Linked DNA regions of Sus scrofa: region 2 is linked to region 1. A link is a contact called in public Hi-C data. All regions are on one chromosome and are shown on one strand. Each heading gives the region's core, a stretch centred on a gene start, on an enhancer-like site or on the middle of the called end of the contact. The rest is flanking DNA. Distances are from core to core; before and after follow the strand shown. Region 1 has its middle 180 kb from the start of GJA1. Region 2 holds the start of GJA1 (gap junction protein alpha 1).

Region 1 (5,914 bases), core at 2,301-4,800:
TAAACAGGGAAGAAAATTATTCATAGAGAATAAGTTATTTGACTATGGATCTTCCCAATATCTTCTTACTTTTGAACAAAATGGAAATGAATTTGTTCTATGTAATAAGATGTCAAGCCATGGACCTGCTTATTCAAAGTGGACTGAATGTCATCATTTCCAACAAATGAAGTATTTACAATTTTAGACTTTCTTTGGACTAATTTTCCTTAAAGCTTTTTTAATCCATAAGATCATTCTCAATCCTTGATGAAATGAATGCCCACACATACTCTACATAATTTTAAATATATCAAAAAATTTCTCTATCCCTAGAATACTTTTTTTAATTCATTCTTTGAAATGCCCAAATCCAATTTGAGATATATTCCTTTGACTAAAGATTACTTTTATTTTTCAAAATAGAAAGCTTTTGGAAAATAACATATATTATCAAATAATCAACAAATTTGTAAATCATCCTTTACACAAATGCCTTGAAGATTAAACTTAATGGATTCTTTCCATGGAATTTCTGGTTATATCTGGGTCTTAAAAAAGGAAAATTAGGTGTTCCCTTGTGGCACAGCAGGTTAAAGATCTGCCACTGTCACTGCAGCAGCCCTGGTCACTGCTGTGGCACAAGTTTATCCCTGGCCAGGAAACTTCCATATGCAGTGGGCACAGCCAAAAAAAAAAAAAAAAAAAAAAAAAAAGAAGAAGAGTGGAAAATTAAGCACCATATTGAGTGAAAGGGATTGGGAAAGGGAAGATTAAAGACTGGAAAATTTTCTTATCCTGCATATTTGCTCATAGATGTCATTCATTTTTTTAGGCTTATTGGTCAGGCACCATATTGATGTAAGGTTCAGCACCTGTTGTATAACACCCCAAACCCTCTAAAACCAATAAATAATTTTATTTAAGTTAACAAATATTTATTAAATCCCTATTGTGTGACAGGCATTTTCCTAGTTGCTTAGGACATAGCAGTGAAGCAAACAGATAAAAACCTTGTTCTGTCACAGCTTATATACTACTGAGAAAAGTCAGCAATAAGCAGTAATCATAATAAATAAATTACATATATACATATATATATACATTTTTTAGAGAGCGATGAGTGCTATGGAAAAATAGAGATGTTTAAAGGGTGAATGAAGAGTACCAGAGGTAGGGCAGGTTGTAATTTTAAATGGGATGATGAGGGTCAGCCACACTGAGTTTGTAACACAGCAGACCTCAGAGGTTTAAGGGTGAAGGAAGCTGGCCATGACGATATACGGAGGAAAGAACATTCTTAATGAAGTGAAAAAACAGTGCAAAGGCACTAAGGTGGGGACAGGTTTAGCATGTTCAAGTAGCACAGGGAGGCAAGTGAGCTTGGAAAGGAGAAAGAAGGAAGGTAGAGTAAAGTCAGAAAGATGAGGGAGTAGGGGTAAAAGAGTTGGCCTTGTAGAAAGTGGTTTTTACTCTGATTGATATGTTTGGAAGGTATTAAGCAGAGCACTGATATGATCTGACTTATAGCCTGTTCTGAATCTGAATTAAGAAAAAACTGTAGGGAAGCAAGATTAGTAGCATGGAGTCCAGGTAGGAAACTACTGCAGTAATCCAGGTAAAGATGATGGGTTTGGGACTAAGGTGGGACCACAGGAAGTGGTAAGAAATGATCAGATATATTTTGAAAGTAGAACCAATAGGATTGGCTGATGGAGTAGATGTGGTATATGAGAGAGGGAGCAAGAAAAAGGTTGACTCCAAAAAATGCAGGCCTAGAAGCATCATCAAATGATAGGAGGAAGACTGCAGGTAAAAGAGCCTAGGGAGAGAAGACCAGAAGGTTTGTTTTGGACATGTGAAGTTTGAGAACCCCCTTGCCATACAAATGGAGATTTTTGGTAGGCAATTTGGTATACAAGTCTAAAGTTCAGAAGAGAGGTCTGGGCTAAAGACATAAATTTGGAAGGCTATGCCATATGCATAGAATTTGAATCTGCAAGACTGCTTGAGGTCACTAAGGGAGGGAACGCTTATGGAGAAAAAGAACTAAACTCTGACACTTCGACATTGAGAGTCTGGGGAAAAAAGGACAAACCAGTAAGAGAAAGCCAAGAAGCAGCAACCAGTGGCATGGGAGAAAAACCAGGAAAGTGTGGTGTCCTCCAAGCCAAGAGAAAAAAGTATACCTAGAAGGAAGGAGGGCTTAACTTGCCAAATGCAGCTGCTGTATTAAGTAAAAAGGAATTTGGGAGGTAGAAAGAGCATAAACAATGAGCATAAACAACTATTTCGAAGAAGTGGATACATGTACTAGGTCTGTTTTACAAATGCCCAAATAGAGTTTGTATTTGCCCAAGTTCACATACCAGGATCCTGCACAGCTGGGACCTAAGATCAGGTTTGCTGGAGTTGAGAATCTGCTTTCCTCACCCTTACCCTGTACTGCCTGGGATCCTCCCTGTTCAGAAACAATAATTCAGTGAAGGAAGAAACACGAACTAGAAATGGCCATTGTCTGCTGCGTTTTTCTACCAAGAATTCAGACCCAGGCTCCTACAACCTTCCACAGCATAAATTCTCCTCTCAATTTCTAGTGTCATCCTCTGTACTACCTCACCTGTGTAACCATTATTCTCGCTCATCTGATACCTTCCTCTTAAAATAACAATACTACTAATAATAATGAAACTTCTTGTTTTCCTCTATGTCCAATTTCTACATCCACTGTTTCCAGATCTCTGAACCTACACATTATTTCCCATTTACCTAGGAATCAGTGTCCCTCAGTCCATTTCCTCTCTCAGTAGACTCTAAGATCTATAAGAAATCCACCACTGTTTCCTGGCTGAGAGGTTAACATGCCTCATAGAGTCAGAAAAAGAGTGAAGAACCTTTGTGTGCATGTACATGGTTGGAGGTGGAGGAAGCAGCAGATAAGGAACGAACCAGGCTAGAGATAAAACTCCAGAGTAAATTAGATTTCTAGTAATATTGCTAGCATTGTTGGGAGAAAATGAATTGAAGGGTAGGAAAATGCAGTATTGTCCATAGCATGACAAAGAGTTTCATGCCAAAAAGCTGGCTGGACACACAAAGTGAGGGAGAGAGGGAGTTTGATAACGACAGACTAGGTCCAAAGGGATGGCAGGGTAGATAGTGAGAATGAGCCCGTGAGCACAGATGACCTGGCACAGAGCGCCCTGCTTTTACTCCTCTCCTTATGGCAGGTCTTCAAGTGCCTTACTTGTTCCATTAAGTGTTACCAAAACTCCTCCTCATACTGGAAATATTCATAGTCATAGTGACAAGCTCAATAAAAACAGAGCCTCTCTTTTACAGTGCACTGTGTTCTGGGTCACCAGAAACACTGATTTCTTCACAGGTCCTATTAACCTTTTTTTTTTTTTTGATATGACAATCCTAGTCATAATATACATCTTTGCAACACACGAGTCTGTTCATGACAAGTTTATGTTTTTGAGCCTGTTTTTGTGTACACCAGGCTCTTCTATGTGTATTGCCGACCTTATCTCAATGAAAGCCCATGACTCATGATCGGTGCCTCTGAGTCATGCTCTGAAGTTCTGTGAATTAGCCTTAATTTGGTGCTTTCCACATCAGTATAAGCCCTGCCTCCCAAGAGAGCTTTGTTTTGTTTTCCTTCCTAGCACTTGGAACTCCCTTAATTGGTAATTGATAACTTCCACAGGGTGCATTTTGCACAAAGGAGTGAAAGTTGGCTCAATAGCAAGCAAAAAGAATAAAACAAATTGGCACGGAATAGAAACTGTATTGTGAAAGGCAATAATACTGAGAAAAGCAGAGATTTCGTAGATAAAGTTTCTTGTTTGCTTCATTGTAAACCAACTTGACTTCACCCTCTAATTGTAGATCACAAAGGAAGATGACAACCTTGGAGAACTTGATAGATGTGGGAGGGGAGATGGGAGAGAGACATCTTGCCTCTTCATGTATCTGAGATTAGCTTATTGTACCAGAAAGGGAGGGGTAGATTACATAAGAGAATAACTGCAGCACCAACTGCTTCTACCATAGCTCTGGCGTCCCAAAAGAAAAATAGTCTGAGATTGTAACATCATTTCATACCCTGACATTATCTGGCGTTTAAAAGGCTTTATGAACTAATAGCTTCTGAGAATCTGAGAAATGTGCCTAGAACTGAACTATCTGGCTTAGGAGACACGTAGACAATGGTCTGAGTAATTCCTTTATACGTTAGAACAAATAGAGAGGAGAACTTACTTAATTGTTAAAGTGTTTAGAAGGAGTATCTTAAAAGCATGCCTAACATTTCCATTTTTTTTTTTCTTTCTTTCCTTTATTGCTCTAGTCCTATTTCATCTTCACTGATTTTCTGTGGTCATTTTCTTCAGTAAAGAAAGTTTAATTTTGTGCTATTTTTTTTTTCACACAGACTTTCAGACTTTTAAATAAAGAATTCTTTCCATTCTAGGAATTGTGTAGACTCTTATTGTAATAGTTTTATACACAGTTAACACTTTATTCGTCATTCTCAATGGATAATACAGAATTAATTTTATTTGATGTTGCAACATATTATGTTTCTTTTCCAGAAAATTCATCTACTTTTGGTCTATAACAAGATATTAATGAAATAAGAAGGCCAAATGTTATTTAGCATCCAGGATCAAGCCAGTCTGTGGTTCCATACTGTTTATATATTACAAATGTGACTAATTCAGAAGTAGATCATTCCTGACTAAATATACATTTTGTTTCAATTTAATTAAAATAGATCTTTTCTTTGTTCCTCCTTCCCTTTACTTTTCCTTTGAAAAACATCCATGGATGCTCAGCTCTTGTCCAGACACTATGATAGATGCCATAGATCTGTAAACAAGAAAAACAGACCTATTCCTTGCTCTCACGGACCTTAACATCTGGGGTGATGGCCAGCTATTGAAGAAATTCTTATATATTCCCAACTGTCAGCATTATATAGATAAGTATAAGGAAATATATATTAATCCATGAATCAGGCTTCACTGAGGAAAGGGACTGAAATAAGAAACATTAAGCTAGATGTAAGAGAGAAGGTTTGACGGGCAGGTACATTTCAAGCCGGCATTGTTATGGTGGTTAGGATCAGATTGTGAAGAAGCATGAATCGTTCAATCCTTCCTCTGAACCCAAACCTGGAGATGCCACAAAGTTAAAAAGAATTTTGAGGGATCCCGTAATCTACATCAAAGCCTATAAAAAGGCCTTGGAGACTCAGAAGATAGGTCAGGTCCCACAGAACATGGAGGAAATCTTTCTAGTTCTGTACTTTCCTCTCTTTACATTTTGCTGACCAGCTCCGCACCTCCTCGGCCATACTGGGTTCACAGATTGGACAGAAGACCTAAGTTCCAGTCCAGTGCCTGCAACAGGTGGCAGTTCATCTGAACATAACTTGTCCAGGGGTGGGTAGGAAGGATAGGCTGACTATCTAGTGCAGAAGGACCACGTGACTTCCCATTACAAAGCCCTACTTGGTAACTGCAAGAGGAGGCACACCTCCCCTCCACCCCCATAAATGCAGTGCTTGGAGCAGGTTGAGTGGTGGCAGGCTAGAAGATGCAATACAAGAGGTTCTTTTCCCTTTGTTCCCACCTGCCACCCCAACACAAACTTTGTCTTTACCAGAAAGAGTGTCAAATAGTATCTGAGCTGTCATCATCCCTCCATTCGGGTACACGTCGCCAGCAAGAAAGATGGCAGCTCCATAAATATGAACCCACAAGAAAAAAGAAGCAGACATTTGGAGTTCCTGTTGTGGCACAGTGGTTAATGAATTCGACTAGGAACCATGAGGTTGCGGATTTGATCCCTGCCCTTGCTCAGTGGGTTAAGGATCTGGCGTTGCCCTGAGCTGTGGTGTAGGTTGCAGACGTGGCTGGGCTCTGGC
Region 2 (5,914 bases), core at 1,907-4,406, 180 kb after region 1:
GGGACTTTTTTTTAACTTGACTTATCTACACTGAATATTGACATTAATGGTAAACACTATGTAATTAATAATTAATAAATAACTTTTCTCCCCAAATCTGAACTGTGTGTGCATACGCTTCCACAATCTATTCCAACAACTGAGAAGCTCAAAGGGAAGTCAGAACAGGAAAGGTGGAGTAGAAGGTATTAATCACTGGTGACTTTCCTATCATTCCCTTCCCTCGGGTATCATGTACAGAGGCTCTGAGGCTCAAACCAAGCTACACCTCTGGATATCATCAGAGAAATGAAGGAATGCACCATATCATGAGTTTTCCATCCTTCTCTACTCAGGAATTGAAAACATCTCAGTAACAAAACAACTCTCAGTATCTGAAAACACACCCTTTCGGATGCTTGCTTGGAACTTTGTTTCCTGGGAAGGGCCAGCAATGTAGGAATTGTACTGTAAAGGGTGAGGAATTGAGTGTTTGGGGCAGCTGTGGTGATCAACTATAAAAGGTAGTAGAAAAATGGGAACATGTTTAAACAGTGAAGAGAGTAGAATTAAAGCATTATCAAAGCATTTTCCAAGCAAAGGACGGGTGACAACCACACCCTGACTTGGAGAACTACTAAGCACAACACAAACATCTTGCCACGACAAAATGTTTTTCTACCATTGCCATCGTTCTGGCAACTCGGCCTACCTAGAAGAATTACTCTTTCCCTGAAGTATTTTCTACCTAAGTGGCTTATTTCTATTTTAGGGACAGGGCTAATTTAATTAAATCTCTATTACTACAGGATTTTATTTTCAAGAATCCTTGTTCAAAAGTTAGGCTTTAGGAAAAATTTTCATAATCTACTCTTCAAATTGCCTCTTCATTTTAGACTAAATTCAAATGTGCCTAATTTTCAGAGGGTGAGATTAAGCATCTTCTTATTACTAACTTGGTTTGGAAGGCAGAAGAAATTAAACCCACCTCCAAATGCAACAATGTCTATTTTTCCAAGTTTATAGTGCTCCTCTTTGTACTCTGGGAGTACAGGCAACCTTAGGATAAGGATGAGGTTGCTCAAGGAGGGCTTTTGATAAACTTTATGGGAGATGCTCTGTAAACATCTGGAGGGCTAATCAGTAGGATACTGTGGTCGATCCGCTGCTAGGAACTCAAAAGTTGAATTTCCAAATTCTGTACTGATTTACTCCTGGACATGTCATTAGGTCTTTACTCATTTCATTACGTGGCTTCCTCTGCGCTCCCCTACCCGCTCCCCACCCCCGGATTCTTAGGAAATTTCGAGAACTTACTGAAGAGTTACAAGTGTCATTTAGACACATTAATTTCCAAGGTACTCAGGTTTCCTCGTCATGGCTTACACACTAGGATTCAACAGGTTTGGAAAAAAAGAAAAAGAAAAAAAGGGCACTGCGGATGGCGGTGAGAGAAAAGGGAAATTAGATTGACACATTTAATTCAATTAATCATTTGCTATTCTTTTACCATTCGGCATGATGTCCATCTCCTTCAAACCCACCTCCACCGCTCCCACCCCTTCCCTTCCAGTGGCGGAACTCAGACCTGCACTGGGTTTAACTTTTAAGCATTTGAGGGAAATATCCGCAAACCTTTCCAAAACCTGGAGGCCGGGGCAGCCCAGGAGCCGGGGCGAGCCAGGCGGATGCTAAAATGGCAGGAGGCACCCCGCGCCCGCCCGGCCCCAGGCCCCCGTCCTCCTTCCCCAAAGCTTTCATTTTTATGTGCTTTTGAGCACTCTCTGGTGCAAATACTTCAAACTGTAGGGTCACAGCAAGAATTTAAACTAATTACTTCAGTCCCTGGAATTAGAACAGACAAAATCCTTACCGGGCACGAAAATGCATGGCTGCATTTCAGGCTAAAAGAATGTGGGTTACTCACAAGAGCATGTAAGAAATTGAACCTTTAAAAATGACAAATCGTCTTTATCTTTGCCTCCTGGCAGCACCCTGGCGGCTCAAACTCAAAAAAGTTGCCCCAGAGCTCTTTAGTGTGTGGCAGGTTCGGACAAGCAGAAGGTGGTGGCAGTGTGTTTGTGTGTGTGTGTGTGTGCGCGCTCGCGCGCGTGTGTGTGTGTCGGGGTTGGGGGGGGGGCGGTAGCTCCCTCTAAGGCGCTGTCTTAAGAAATTTCGTTTCATATTCTCTCTAGGAGCCCCTGTCTTAGGAGACCGTTTTGAAAATGCACCCTGACATGCACTCTTTTCTAAACTTCTGTTCTCGCCCTAACTTAACGCTTTGTAAGTAACGAGCAGGCAGGCATTCAAGAGATTTCACCTCCTGAATTGCCAACGTGGTCGAGTCAAAGGTGGCTTCCCTGAGGGTCTCAAGATTTTTCCCTAGTGGCGGCTAACACAAAGTTAACTCTTTACTGTTGCTTTAAGAACCTCAGCATTACAACCCGTATTTTTACACCTTTTTGTTTACCGGGGGAAATTCTACGAAGAGACCACGTGGAAGTCAAGTAACCGCAAGGTCTTAACAAAGCACTTTGTTAAGAAGTCTGCTTTTCAAGGCTAGAGAACATCAATCAAGATTTCCATATGAAAAAGCACAAAGCGTAGAATTCTATAGCAAGCACTCTAGGCATCTTTGCACTTTGATTTTTTTCGTTGTAGCCAGTCAAACCCCCAACCTAGGCCCCCCAAACCACACCCCACCCCAAAAGTTACAAAGCGTCTAGACTATTACTAATTACCAAAAAAAGTGAAATTCTACTCTAAAATGAGGAACCAACCAAATATCCAGAAAGGTATGAATCTTATCTACCTGTTGCATTATTAAAAGATAACTTTTTAACAGTCAAAAAATAAATACCGTAAGTTCCATTTTAACTTTAAAACTAGACATTTCAAGTTCATCATTCCCTTTATATCATATCAAAGCTACATTTAACACTTTAAAAAACTTTAGCAAAGTTTTAATTGTAGAAAAAGAAAGAAATAGGTAAAGTCCTTTTTGAAAACTTACTCTTTCCCTTAAAAGAAGTGAAGTAGGCACGCCTCAGAGGATGAAGTAAAATGAAAAAGCAAGTTCAGGCACTCAGACCTGTCTATTTAAAGTTTAAAAGTCTGCTGCTGTTTGGTACTTTCCTCACTCCTTCCCCCTAATGAAAGAAAAGTGCTGATACCTCGTAAAAGCTTTTTTCTTACTTGGAGCACTGAGCTTTTAAAAGTTTCAAGCCACTGACTCAACAAGGAGGAGGGGCTAGGAGAAAGGGGTGGGGAAGAGGAAAGGCGGGCGGGAGAGTGGCGAGGAGGCCGGCAGCCGAGAGGGGTGGGGCGGGCGAAGAGGCAGAGGAGTAGCTAGGTCCAGATGAAGTCCAACTTTAAAACTGCTGACGAGAGACATGAAATGGCATTAGAGACCTGAATGCCATTACTTGTAGTTACTTCTTACAGTAACAATTACGGGTTTTAGTTAGTGCTTTTTTCACCCAAAGTCCAGGGATAATAAAAAGTAATGTATTTTATATTATTACTACCTTTTCTAAGATTTTATTTCCTGTAATATATGTATATATTACACTAAATTAAAGTGGTGGAAAAGTGTACAGCCAGGGCAAACTTCCTATTGGCCAAGGTGTGTGTAAAGGTGGGTGTGAGTGAGTTATTTGATGAGCTAATTCCTCCCCTCTTAGTTTAAAGGGACAATTAACAAAGGAAATGGAGATGGGATTGAGAAATTTGAAAAACGAACATTTTAGGATGGTATGCCCATCCCAAATCCACCTCTCAACTCCTTGACTGCTTTAAATTTCATTCTTTCCCACAGTTTTGCAAAAAATATATATATTTATATTCATAACTGTATTATAATACTTTTTGACTGTTAAATCTTCCTATCTGACCTCTACCAAATCTCTGGGGAACTGAAAATTTATAATATCCTAGCCCCATTCATGCCAAAAATGAACTCTCTTTTGTAGTGAAATGTCAGGATATTTTTTATGGAAAATTCAAATGTTAAGGCCCGAAACTCTCAGCTTTCCTTGAGACCATCTCTCTCCTTAAAACCCACTGGAGAGTTTTCTGCTGCTGACCACAGAGATCTGGGTATAGTTTTTATGTGCTTTTCCACCACTTCCAGGGCCCTCCCTCTTCAACAGTCTGCACTAGGGTTTATAACAGCCTGAGTCATGTGTCCTCAGTCTCAGAGTGGCCGGGTCCTTTGAGGTCTGTTCAGAGGCTACACTAGAGGGCTGTGGTAGGAGAGTTCCTCATAAACTGGCTTCAGTGATGCTCCTGGGGTTGGGCAGGGAACTCTCTTGGGCATTATTCTCTGGAAATAAAGCAAACTCATCCAGCGGGGATACTCCTTACTAATACAAATACTAGGAGGAAAAAAAAAAAACAAGTAGGATAGGAAGTATTTTCTGATAGATACCTTTGCCTAAATTTCATTTCATTGAAATGACTAATAAGGCACTTTTTGAAAGGTTGTAGTTTTAATACACAATTTTGCTCTTTCATTTGCTGGCTATTCTGTTTCTAAGGGTACATTTTTCTTTATGTTAAGGAAGAGGAAAAAAGAAATAGAAGTTGTACTCTAACTTTCAAGTCTTCAAGCTTAGCAATCCATAAATACTCTTTTGCTCTTGTATTTATAGTGTCTTTTCCTTCAAATGAGTCTATGGTTTTGTCCTAAGTAAAAATTACTTCCTTTGATTCAGAACACATTCATGAAAATATGATTTATTCTTTTTAAGAACACCTGTTTTCCTTTTCTCCCTCTTAAAAAAAAAAAAGTCTGTGCTTCATTCAATTTGCATAATTATTTGGGAGTTCCCATTGTGGCTCAGCAGGAACAAATCTGACTAGTATCCATGAGGATGTAGGTGCAGGTTCCATCCCTGGCCTCACTTAGTGGGTGGGGGATCTGGCATTGCCTGTTAGCTGCAGTGTAGATCACAGATGAGGCTTGGAACCTCCATATACCAGGGGTGCGACCCTAAAAAGCAAATAAATAAATAAATAAAATTACATAAATATTTTCTTTATTTTTGTACAATTATTTATCAAGCACAATTATTACTGAAATCATCCATTTTATTTAAAAAATTTCCTAAAATGTTAATTCAGAATTAGTTGCATTAAAGAAAAGTTGCAACTGGCTATTCTATAACAGGATTTTTTTAAATGAAAAAATCGTGTTAAATTTCCAATTCTGTTCTGTTAGGTGTATAGAAGGATGTTGTTATCTCAGCATTCTAGCATCTTTCCTTTTTAGTCTGTTGCCTATGTGACCAATTTGAAAGAGATAGAGGAACTTCTTGATACCAAATTAAGTTATTCATGGAAATCACTTGATTTATTTTCTAGGCCAAAGGGATTATTCATGTTAGCCAATAATTAAATAACAAGTTCTCTTAACATATGGAATGTACTATATCTTTTATTTCTAAAATGATTTTCTCAAAATCATTCATAAAAGATGAAGATATTCTTTGTGATCTTCTCTTCTTTTGGAATAATGGCACCAAGAGTGGCAATAATGGCACTATGAGTAATAGTGCTCAAGAGGAGCTGGGTCACTGTGAATGGCTTCCCTGCTGGAACAATGACAACAGTTATTATTCAAGGACACCTTGTAACTTCTCCAAATGTCTACCAGCAACTCTTATACTTCATACTCTAGCACTGCTGGTAAGTTACGTTTTGACCAATAACATATTTTTAGTATTTTTTAAAATAAGGTATCCTATTTATCTGAAGCTTATTTTCATTGGGATGTTTTGCAAAACTTGTGGGACAGACTTTTTAAATGTGTTTTTCTCATAGTCTCAAAAATGCCGATGCCATTTCATGAATATAAACACTGACTTTTCAGAACTGTACCTTCTCTGATTGCCAGGCCTCGTCCATGCAGAAGAAATGGATGTGGCTTGATGTG

Evidence for each region. A called contact is a pair of places that touch in the nucleus more often than the background predicts.
Region 2: a contact with region 1 is called in a Hi-C map of mesenteric adipose tissue, with 1.6 times the contacts expected there. The contact joins the promoter of GJA1 here to the enhancer-like site in region 1. A contact is called at or near these places in 3 of 47 Hi-C or Micro-C datasets (mesenteric adipose tissue, retroperitoneal adipose tissue and subcutaneous adipose tissue) and 1 of 2 datasets of contacts at active chromatin or transcription factors (skeletal muscle).

Annotation. Positions count from the first base shown.
Region 1 is chr1:40,817,686-40,823,599 of Sscrofa11.1, forward strand. No RefSeq gene overlaps it. Among named protein-coding and RNA genes, the nearest start is that of GJA1, 180 kb to the right of the region's middle. Within about 2 kb of position 3,551, at least 16 of the 83 cell types and tissues checked have an H3K27ac peak or open chromatin away from gene starts, as enhancers often do. A contact at or near this core is called in mesenteric adipose tissue, retroperitoneal adipose tissue and subcutaneous adipose tissue, where this site is marked.
Region 2 is chr1:40,998,973-41,004,886 of Sscrofa11.1, forward strand. It overlaps GJA1 (gap junction protein alpha 1), which reads right to left and starts at 3,157. Exons shown (of 2, transcript NM_001244212.1): 1 at 2,993-3,157.